Regions from separate parts of the Mus musculus genome. Here region 2 is linked to region 1. The links are chromatin contacts, called in public Hi-C maps. All regions are on one chromosome and are shown on one strand. Each heading gives the region's core, a stretch centred on a gene start, on an enhancer-like site or on the middle of the called end of the contact. The rest is flanking DNA. Distances are from core to core; before and after follow the strand shown. Region 1 has its middle 73 kb from the start of Ahr. Region 2 overlaps 9130015A21Rik (RIKEN cDNA 9130015A21 gene).

The links. Hi-C and Micro-C count contacts between places; a contact is called where the count stands out from the background.
Region 2: a Hi-C map of epidermal suprabasal cells shows a contact between it and region 1, with 2.4 times the contacts expected there. The contact joins two enhancer-like sites. A contact is called at or near these places in 1 of 15 datasets of contacts at CTCF or cohesin (CD8 T cells), 6 of 484 Hi-C or Micro-C datasets (embryonic stem cells, epidermal suprabasal cells, liver and 2 more), 1 of 115 datasets of contacts at active chromatin or transcription factors (embryonic stem cells) and 1 of 9 other capture datasets (embryonic stem cells).

The regions. Positions count from the first base shown.
Region 1 is chr12:35,605,004-35,610,463 of GRCm38.p6, forward strand. No RefSeq gene overlaps it. Among named protein-coding and RNA genes, the nearest start is that of Ahr, 73 kb to the left of the region's middle. Within about 2 kb of position 2,893, at least 11 of the 459 cell types and tissues checked have an H3K27ac peak or open chromatin away from gene starts, as enhancers often do. A contact at or near this core is called in epidermal suprabasal cells, where this site is marked.
Region 2 is chr12:35,670,561-35,676,020 of GRCm38.p6, forward strand. It overlaps 9130015A21Rik (RIKEN cDNA 9130015A21 gene), which reads right to left. Exons shown (of 5, transcript NR_045050.1): 4 at 3,551-3,719; 5 at 1,730-1,979. Among named protein-coding and RNA genes, the nearest start is that of 9130015A21Rik, 22 kb to the right of the region's middle. Within about 2 kb of position 2,326, at least 21 of the 459 cell types and tissues checked have an H3K27ac peak or open chromatin away from gene starts, as enhancers often do. A contact at or near this core is called in epidermal suprabasal cells, where this site is marked.

The DNA.
Region 1 (5,460 bases), core at 1,643-4,142:
TAGAGCATCAGTATTTAAATATTTAACATCCCTGAAGACAGGAATGTGTATTGTGATCCTTGATGGCGGATTTGTATATAGAGATACGTGAACTTTGCAGAAGGCATGGAGCATGAGATATTGTCGAAAGGGTACTTGAAATTACACTTTCCAAATGCAGAAGAAAGTGAAGCCACTAAGATTATTTGGAGCTGGTTAAAAAAAAAAGGGGAGATACCATAGAGAGAATAGAGATCATGATGTGATCATAAGAGACTCTGCAGGAAGAAAAGGATGCTGCGGTGAAGGCATCAGATTTTACTGTCACTGATTTGGAGGGTGCTGCAGTCAGTCATGTGTGGGAGTAAATGTCCGTGAAAGTTATTGCTAAAATGCAGAAAATGTATTATAAAATTGATCACTCAAACTTATAGTGAGGAAGGATAATTTTCAAGGATGTGTTTGAACCTCAACTAAATGATGATTACAGCCATATCAGAAATGGATATTATGAGAAGTTTCCAGAATCCTGGCTCAGAAATGACACAGTCAGTAGGGCACAACATAAAACATGACTCACAGTGGGCAGACTTCATGTTAAACAAAAGCGTGTTACACAAGCATTGGAGTGTCACAGTCTGGACCTGTCCTGTGGACCTAAGGGAATGTGGTTCTAACATTTTGAAAGGACAGCTTCATCTTAACAGGATAATGGAAAGCATACCACTTCATGGGAAAATCTAGACTTCAGGGAAAGGAAATAACTGGACTGAGCACTTTATAGTGGACAGAATGGGGAGGAATATTTTAAGAGTGCAACGTTTATGAGATCATGCAATTGAGAGGTATTTGCACTGTCAAGATAAATCCAGGCGTGGGCATGTAGAACAGAGTGTCAGAAGAAGAGAAAATACAATGAACAAGTTCTCCCAAGTATCTGACAGCATTTGACCCATAATCATTGATACCCATGGAAATATGGTCTGTAGGGAAGCAGGACTCCATTCTAGAATATTTGAGTCATCACCTACGTTTGAAAAGACAAAGTGAGGCAATTGTTCATAATGAGACCCTGACTTGTCAGTCTTCTTCCTCCCATATCTATAGCCATGAGGAATTATTGCTGATGTGAAAACTGATTCCCTAAACTTGGAGACAATTCTCACTGGTCAAAGAACAGGTTAGTAATATTTTCCTAACAATAAATCTTCAGATATCCTGGACTGGACATGCAGAGAGATAGGTAGTAGGAATTCCGTGGTCAACATTGCTTAGTTCTGGTCCCCAGTGACCTTCGTGGAAAAACATGTGCAAAGTCTGTTCATTGTCTTGTGCTTAATAAGCAGAATGGTGGACAAGGATCAATTTTAAAGTCAATTTCAAAAGTAAGACTCAATATATGTACATGGTAATACCATTACTTATTCATAAAACTTGGTTATTAAACAGACTGTTCTCTTACGAAACTCTAGAAGAATGAAGACCAAAGTGTGGACACTTTGCCCCTTCTTAGAATTGGGAACAAAACACCCATGGAAGGAGTTACAGAGACAAAGTTTGGAGCTGCGACAAAAGGATGGACCATCTAGAGACTGCCTTATCTAGGGATCCACCCCATAATCAGCTTCCAAACGCTGACACCATTGCATACACTAGCAAGATTTTGCTGAAAGGACCCAGATATAGCTATCTCTTGTGAGACTAGGCCCTGGCCTAGCAAACACATAAGTAGATGCTCACAGTCAGCTATTGGATGGACCACAGGGCCCCCAATGGAGGAGCTAGAGAAAGTACCCAAGGAGCTAAAGAGATCTGCAACCCTGCAGGTGCAACAACATTATGAACTAACCAGTACCCCGGAGCTCTTGACTCTAGCTACATATGTATCAAAAGATGGCCTAGTTGGCCATCACTGGAAAGAGAGGCCCATTGGACACACAAACTTTTATGCCCCAGTACAGGGGAACGCCAGGGCCAAAAAAATGGGAATGAGTGGGTAGGGAAGTGGGGGGGAGGGTATGGGGGACTTTTGGGATAGCATTGGAAATGTAATTGAGGAAAATACGTAATAAAAAAAAAAGAATAAAATACTGACAAGAAATCTTCTGCTTAAAAAAAAAAGCATTATCTAGTGATCTCACTATGTACTCATTATACACTAGATTCCCAGTTAGTCATTTCATTCGTATTAGTCTACCTTGTAAGTTAGAATCATTTGCAAAAGCTCTGAGACCTACAGACCCTTAGAGTCCAACCACAGAGTTTCTGACATTTGATCAATTTCTTGTTTACTTGAAAGTAATACACTTTACAAGACAAAAAAAAAAAAGAAAAGAAAAGTTCAACTTCAGATAATGTTTATTAAAAGTATGGCTAAAAGGTTGAGACTAGTAAAATTTCAAGCAAACTGTTCTGGATACAATTATGATAGACTAATCTTGTTATCATACTGTCATGAGGATCTGGTGGAAGTTCTCATGAACTCATGGAAACCAGAATGGAAGGCAGAGCTCCCTTCTAGTTTAGAAGATAAACACACAAACATACACACACCACCACTGCCACTGCCAGTAACAGCAGCAACAACAAAACCTGAGGCAAAAGAATACATGTACTATGGATTTTCCCCTACAATAACATACACTCATAAGGAAGTGCACTCCAATAATATTCCATTTACATGAAGAATGCCATAAGACATAGTCAGTGAAAATGGAATTCTTAGGGCATGAATATTGTTAGGGAATTTCCTGCTTTTACACACTAGCATGCACGTGCATGAACACACACACACACACACACACACACACACACACACAGGGTGCTGGGTGAAAAACTACTCCTATCAGCTCTGATTCATATCAACTAAATCATGTGTTACATAATTGTTTGAAAAATGGTTGTTATAGCAACCTCACAGGCACAAATCAATATTGACATGAGCAGCTATGAGTTATGAAAGGGAGCTGTGACAGCACTTACAGACTTGGAATGAGTGCTTTAAATTGATGCTAATTCTGAAGGAAATTATCTTCTATTGCCTAAAGTTCAGTTTCCTAGTCCAGTTCCTGCAACACTCCCATGCTGTGTGCATGCCCCGCCCATTCCACTGTCCTTCCTCAACATGCTAAGGACTAGAACACTGGGGAACTCAGCAGCATGGAAGGACAGGTCATGATTCCAGCTAACACTGACTAACTAAGAAAAAAATTAATGTAAATACAAGTATTGGTTTAGTATTAGTAAAAAAAAAAAGTCATTATGTATAAGTCCTTGAGAAAAATAAATAATTCTAAAAACTGGAGGATTTAGGTTGAAAATGTCTCTTATTTGTAAAATACCACCTCCATTGGGATTCTCTGTGACAACAGTATTCATTACTGTTTTATTACTAATATTATAATTATTACCGTTCTGTTTGTCAACATGCTGAATATGTCAAAAGAAACCTTCTGCTTCAACCTTCCATGCTTAAGAGCTTTGTTCCCCCAGGCTGAGAAACCATCCAGCCTTGTAAAGAATACATTGTATCCAAGCAAACCATTTCCTTGTGCCTGAGCTGAATTTTTCATACTTTTGTGTCCTACCAAGCAGTGTTAATAATTTTTCTCCTGTGGTTGACTGTCAGTTTTATCAATGCAATACAATCTAGAATCACTAGGAAACAGTCTCAATAAGGGATGGTCTAGACCATCTTGGCCTGTTATACATGCTTGTAAAGCAATTTTTCATATTGAGGTGGGAAGAATCAACCTGCATGTGGGCACTGCCAATTCATGGGCTGAGCCACAAACTGTGTGAGAGCTGAAGAAATTATGCTGAGCAAGTAAGTGTGTGTTGATTCTGTTCTCTCTACTCTTGACTATGATGCAAGTAGCTTCTCAGAGTTCCTGTGGGGACAGCCATGTTATGATGGATTATATAACCTGGAATTCTAAGACAAATACACACTTCAATCTCAAAGCTGTGTTATGTTGGATTATTATATCACAGCAGCAGAATTGATCCTTTAATTTGCATGCACCTCTTCATGTAAGCACTCAATGCATGGATCTTTCTCTTTTGTCTACTGGGATATAACTTCCATAGAGCAAGGCTCCCTCAACACTTCCTTAATCCTCAGGAATTCACATGCCATGCATTGCAGACCTAATTACTAACCAAACCCTGGAAGTCAGGGGTATGTCAGGAAAAGACTCATTCAAATGCTTTGTGCTTTGTGTGCAGTCAGGTATAATTAGTGCACCTTCAACAAAGCTGAATATTAATAATAGAGGGATTAGATTGACTTCTAAATTAATAATGGGTGTTTTATTTATATTTTCTTTTTGACACATTTTTTTCACTTTTTACTTACTTTTTTATTAGATATTTTCTATAGTTACATTTCAAATGTTATTCTCTTTTCTGGTTTCCCCTCCAAAACCTCCCTATCCCCTTCCCGGCTCCCTGCTCACCAAGCACCCACTCTTACTTCTTGGCCCTACACTGGGGCATAGAGCCTTCACAGGACCAGTGGCCTCTCCTCCCATTGATGACCAACAAGGCCATCCTCTGCTACATATGCAGCTGGAACCAGGAGTCCCTCCATGTGTACTCTTTGGTTGGTGGTTTAGTCCCTGGGAGCTCTGGGGGTACTGGTTGGTTCATATTGTTGTTCCTCTTATGGAGTTGTAAACCCCTTCAGCTCCTTGGATCCTTTCTCTAGCTCCTCCACTGGGGACCTTGTGCTCAGTTCTATGGTTGGCTCAGAGCATCCACCACTGTATTTGTCAGCCAATGGCAGAACCTCTATATCAAGCTTCTGTCAGCAAGCACTTGTTGGCATCCACAATAGAGTTTGGGTGTGGTGACTGTATATAGAATGGATCCCCAGGTGGAGCAGTCTCTGGATGGCCTTTCCTTCAGTCTCTGCTCCACACTTTGTCTCTGTAACTCCTTCCATGAGTATTTTGTTCCCCTTCTAAGAGAGACCAAAGTATCCACACTTTGTTCTTTCTTATTCTTGAGCTTCATGTGGTCTGTGAATTGTATCAAGTACAATTCAAGCTTCTGGGCTAATATCCACTTATTAGTGAATGCATACCATGTGTGTTCTTTTGTGATTGAGTTACCTCACTCAGGAGATATTTTCTAATTTCATCCATTTGCCTGAGAATTTTATGAAGTCATTGTTTTTAATAGTTGAGTAAATTACCATTGTGAAAATGAACCACATTTTCTGTATCCATTCCTCTGTTGAGGGACACCTGAGGGTTCTTTCCAGCTTCTGACAATTATAAATAAGGCTGCTATGAACATAGTGGAACATGTGTCCTTATTACATATTAGACTATATTCTGGATATATGCTGAGGAGTGGTATAGCTAGATCCTCCAGTAGTGGCTTCAGTAGAATGAATTGGGTAGAATACCTTCTGTTTCTATTTTGTGGAATAGTTTGAGAAGTATTGGTATTAGGTCTTCTTTGAAGATCTGATAG
Region 2 (5,460 bases), core at 1,076-3,575, 65 kb after region 1:
CATTTAGATTACATTTATACATGTATGTATTTTAGGAAGCTTCTATGGTATTAGGTTTCTATGTGACCCTCAAATGGCCTTTAGTTTTAATTGTCTCTGCCAGTAGTCTCTTCTTCACTCCCTCCTCCCCCCACCCAGGTGATCTTTCCATTCCATTCCACCTCCCATCATCCATCCATCTTATCCATTCTATGTCCTCTTGCACATGTACATACACACCGTACACACATAGCACATATAACCGTTACTATTTAAGACCTCTGTGAGGAAATAAGTTGGCCTTCTTTTTACCACAGACGAAGTCGTACTTGGGGCAGAGTGGGAATAGAGACTCCATTTCTCAAGAGGGAAGTGGCAAAAACATAGGATTGGAAACACCACAACCATTTCTAGATATTAAGAGCCAACCCTGCTCTACCTTCTGTGAATTTCTGTGGACCCTGGCCTTTGCATACATAGAGTCATATGCTTGTGAAGCACACAGAGACCGATACTTGTATCTCCATGTACACGCTTCTCTCTGACTCACACTGCTCTGTTATTATGTCTACTCATTTAGCCAGCCTGTGCCACCATCGCATTGGACATGTTCCCTGGGTGGCTGTGCTTGCGGGCAGTCACCAGGAGCAGCAAGCACCTGCTTGCATGGCTCCTGCAGGTCTTTGCTTGTCAACTTTCATACTTTGGCATCCTTGTTTCTATTGAAGGTTTTTCTCTTCCTGGGAAGAGGTAGAAAACATGAGTGTTTGTTCCTTTGTTTGTTATTATTCTTTGCTGAAAAAAAATATGGAATGACTCATGTTTATTATTTCCTCATCTGTGGCCAATGTTTTTCCTGTCTTTATGAGTTGATCTCCACGCCCCAGGCAGTCCTAGAATTTTCTTTTGTATTTTATTTTACTTATGACTGCATAGTTCAGTACCCTAGGTTCAGAAATCAATTGATCATCTTTAAATCAATTGATTCATGCCTTGGAAAACTCTGATCACAATAGTATAAACAGAAAAAGTAAAGAAGGAAATCAGGGCAAAAGGAAGTAATTGGTCAATGAGTTTGAAGCAAAGATCAGCAGAATCTAAGTCCGTCCATCAGGCAGCAAGCTCTTGCCCAAGCATCACTTCATCCCCGCAGAACAGCAGCACTTCACAGATCTCTGTAACATCCCATATTTTTCTATCACTAAACAGACAGGTTATGATTATAATTCTAGAAAAATCCTTCCTCTTCCTCCTGATAAAATTTGACTTTCAGCACCCATGAACTCACAGCTTCTGTGCCGAGGGTTCCTTTCATTTCATATCATTCTCTCTTCAATTTATGTATTTGTCTCTTCTAAATTCAGCAGCGACTGGACTTGTGTTTGACAGACTTATTGGACTCTAGGGCCAGACAAACGCTTACTGAATTAGTGGACTGTGATGACTCACTTTATTGCCTTAGACAAGTTACTTAGCTGAGTTTTATACTTTGTAAAATGAGGATTAATATTACTATTTAACCTAAAGAACCTTCTTGAAGATTATATAAAATAATTCATGCAGAAAACAACCCTTGACCCTTTTTTTTTAATGCTCAGTAAATATTAGATGTGGTATTTTAAGACATTTTTGAAGAATATTTTATTTAATCATCCAAATATCATCATCATCATCAATAACAGTCATGAAGATGGACATTTCGTTTTCTGAGGTTTTTTTTTTTTTGTTTTTTTGTTTTGTTTAGAAGACCTTTGTTTTATTACTTCAATACCATGTTTAAATAGGTAGACTTGCTTCTCACTAAAACCAAACAGTGCTTGATGATTCAATGAGATGACTCAGTAGGTAAAAGCTTTATTCAGTGTCTTTGTTTCCATCGCTGTGAAAAAACACCATGACGAAAGGTAACTTGAGAGGAAAGGTATTATTTCTTCTTGTACTTCCAGATAACAGTCCATGGCAGAGGGAAGTTGTGGCAGAAACTCAAGCAAACCAGAAACCTGTAGGCGAGAAACGAAGCAGGAACATTGTTTACTGGTTTATTTCTCATGCCTTGCTCAGCCTGCTTTCTTATATAATCAGCATCATTTGCCCAGGATTGGCACTACCCACAGTAGGCAGGGCACTAGCACATCAATTACTAACTATAAAACTGCACTACAGGTTTTCCCACAGGCCAGTCCGGTGGTGGTATTTCCTCTATTGAGATTCCATCTTCCACATAATTCTATCTTGTGTCAAGTTCACATAAAACTAGCCACACATTCTATAAGCCTGACAGACAGCCTGGAAGAACAGAAGAAACTCCTTAATGCCTGTCATGGCATACCTCTGCCTGTGCTTACATATACACATGACACATCCGTGAATGATACATTTTTAATTAAGTACAAAGAAATAGAAGCATGCTGTCACTGTAGTAAAAGGACTATGTTACAATAGGACATTAGAAAGTGCTTGTAGGTAGAAATTCTCAACGCTCTTGGGGCATCCCTCACCGTCAGTGTCATCTCTGTTTGGGGCTGGACTAGTGTGCATCTTCCCCAGGACCTATTTTATGAAATGAATACCATGTTTTAAATAAAGATTCAGAGTAGATTAATTTGCCAACAGAAGGCAGCTATAGACTTTTCTTTGTCATGGGACTGAAAAGAAACAAATTTCTACCTCAATCAAATTTTATATTTTCTCTATACAAATATGTTCGGATATTTATTAAATGTCATATGTACTCTACAATCCATATTTTCAGAATATTTTACACTAAAACTTTAGATGTTTTGACAATAAAAATATTCCAAGGGCAATGTTTTGTGCGTGATCATTCCATCTTTCCTTTTACACCAGCTTCTCCGAGTACACTATGTAACCAATGGTGTTTCGAGGGCTCTGTCTTTGAAGTTTGCAGTGAGGAAACACACTTCATCATCTCCTTAACTCCTTCTGAGCATTCATCTCTAGACTGCTAACGAACCTGGACTGAGAATATACTTCCAACCAACTTCATCACCTACCCCTAAAACAGTCAAAAAGATTTTGTTTTCTAATGCTTGGCAACAGATTTGAAAACGAATTTGTTTCCTACACTGGCCAATCATTTTGTAACTTTCACTTATTTTAACAATTGTGGCAGATTCAACAACTTCAATCTAAAAAAAATCCAGAATTTTTTTTTCCACATAGAAGGTTTTTGTTTTGTTGTGTTTTGTTTTCATGCTGGCTGACACGGGAAAGAGAAAATAACATTGGAGTCTATAGTAAATCTTTCAATATGGTGACCATATTTTTAGGTTTCAAGAAGGGTTGAGGGGCACATGAGGAAGGTCCCACAAAGGAGAGTGAGTATGGAAAATGGTAACATTCCTATAACAGATGCTGTCTTCTGAACTCCTTGGATGACATGCATACACATACATACAAAGAGGCAAAATATTCAAACATAAAAAACTATTTTTTTAAATGTTAAAAAAAGTTTTGAAGTACATTTTTTTCTCTCCTTTACGGTTCTTTCTCATCTAACAATATACAACATAGTACAGGAAACTCTGGCAAGCTTTGACCCCAAACATACCTAGACTCGTAGAAGGCTGTGAATTGGCACAGGAAGGCAGTAAAGGCAGGGTGGCTCCCAGCAGCAGTGCTCATGGTGGAGCACTAGACCGGAATTGAGCTGAAAACTATAGAGTGTAGCAGAGTAGAATTGGTGCCGGAATAAGTGATCAGAAATGCAGGAGCAGGACCTAGTTGGGCAGAAAATAGGACAAGTGATTAGATATCCCAGGATCCTTAATCAGGGGACACTTGTCCTCTAGACATTAAGCTAAGAGCTGTTCATAGTTTACAGTTAAACACCTCTTTAGAGAACTGCCTGGCTCCAAATGGGGGGAGGGGGGTCTTGTTCTCTCCCCATCCCTCAACCCCTTATTCTTAACTCAATTCCTTTACATCTTGTAGCACCTAACAACGTTTTCTCTTAACTTTTGGCTAGATTTTATTTCCTATGGTTGTATGTCCCCACACATTTTTTTAAATGGTTCGAGTTATTGTACAAAGCAACGAGCTTCGCGTTGACCCTTTTTTTTTCAAAAGGAGTCCATACTTTGACCATACCCATTTCCCATTACCTCCTCCTAGGTTTTCTTCCAGCTCTTGTATAGTAGACTAGCGCCCCCTCCTGGAAACAGCCATGGTCCCTAGCTAACTGGTGAGCTAGTTACTCCAAGAGACTGGGTTTTTCCACAGATGGGATCCACTCCCACAATCCCCTGTGACACTATTCTAATGCTACTGTATCTGAGATCAAATAGTTGTTTAGCACCATCTGCTGTATAATCCCAATTCTCTTTTTTCGGGGGACGGGGGTGGGGGAAGAATTAACAGTCTCTACTTCTAGATAACCAATCATGGGGGATGAAGAAACGTGAGTTTCTTTGGAGTACCAATGATCTAAGAGGCAAGGTGAAGAGATGCTATCCGTTCCCTTTTGCTCCTTTTATTAGCTCAGCTTGGAAAACTAATCTTTCTCATCAATGGCATTTAAGACCGATTCAGCTGATGTTCAATTATAAGGTAAGCAGAAAGAAGAAAAAACAATCTAAAAATGAAACAAAACAAAACAAAAGAAAACAACAACAACAACAACAAAAAAAACCCTAACTACAAAAAAAATCTTCTGGGTATATTAAGACATTTTACTTCTATCAAGTAGTCAACAAGAAACCAAGAAGCATCTGTGGGCCCATGCTGATGACTGTATCACCTTATAATCCATATTCCATTACCTTGACAAACCGTCTATGACTACAGAATAGAAACATTTCCTTAAAGACATTATAAATTATTTTAAATGGGAAAAAACAGGCTATTGTCTTAACCATAGTTCTATGGATGTGGAGAGACACTATGAGCATAGCAATGCCTATATAAGAATGCGTTTAATTGGGGCTAGCTTATGGTTTCAGAAGTTTAGTCCATTCTTGTCATGGCAGGGAGCACGACAGCACACAGGCAGACATGGTGCTAGAGAAGTAGCTGGGAGATCCACATCCTGAGTCATAGACAGAAGGAAGAGATAGATGCTGGACCGGGATTAAGCATTTAAAACCTCAAAGTCCACCCCCAGTGACACAATTCTAATAAGGCCACACCTACCCAACAAGGCCACACCTCCTAATCCTCCTAACTAGCACCACTCCCTGATGACTAAGCATCTGAGCCAATGGGGGTGGGGAGCGCCATTCTTATTCAAACCACCATAACTGTGACAATTATTTATGCCTTCACCTCCCAGCTTAAGAAATGAGCTATGTGGGGGTTGGAGACATAGCTCAATCCATAGCAACACTTGCTGCAGCATATGAGGAACTGTTTGGATTCCAGTACCCAAGCATCATGCGGCCATATGCACATGCCTATAACTCTACTGCTGTGGGGAGAGAGGTGGTGGAGACAAGTTCAGCCGGGCTTGCTGGCTGCCAGTCT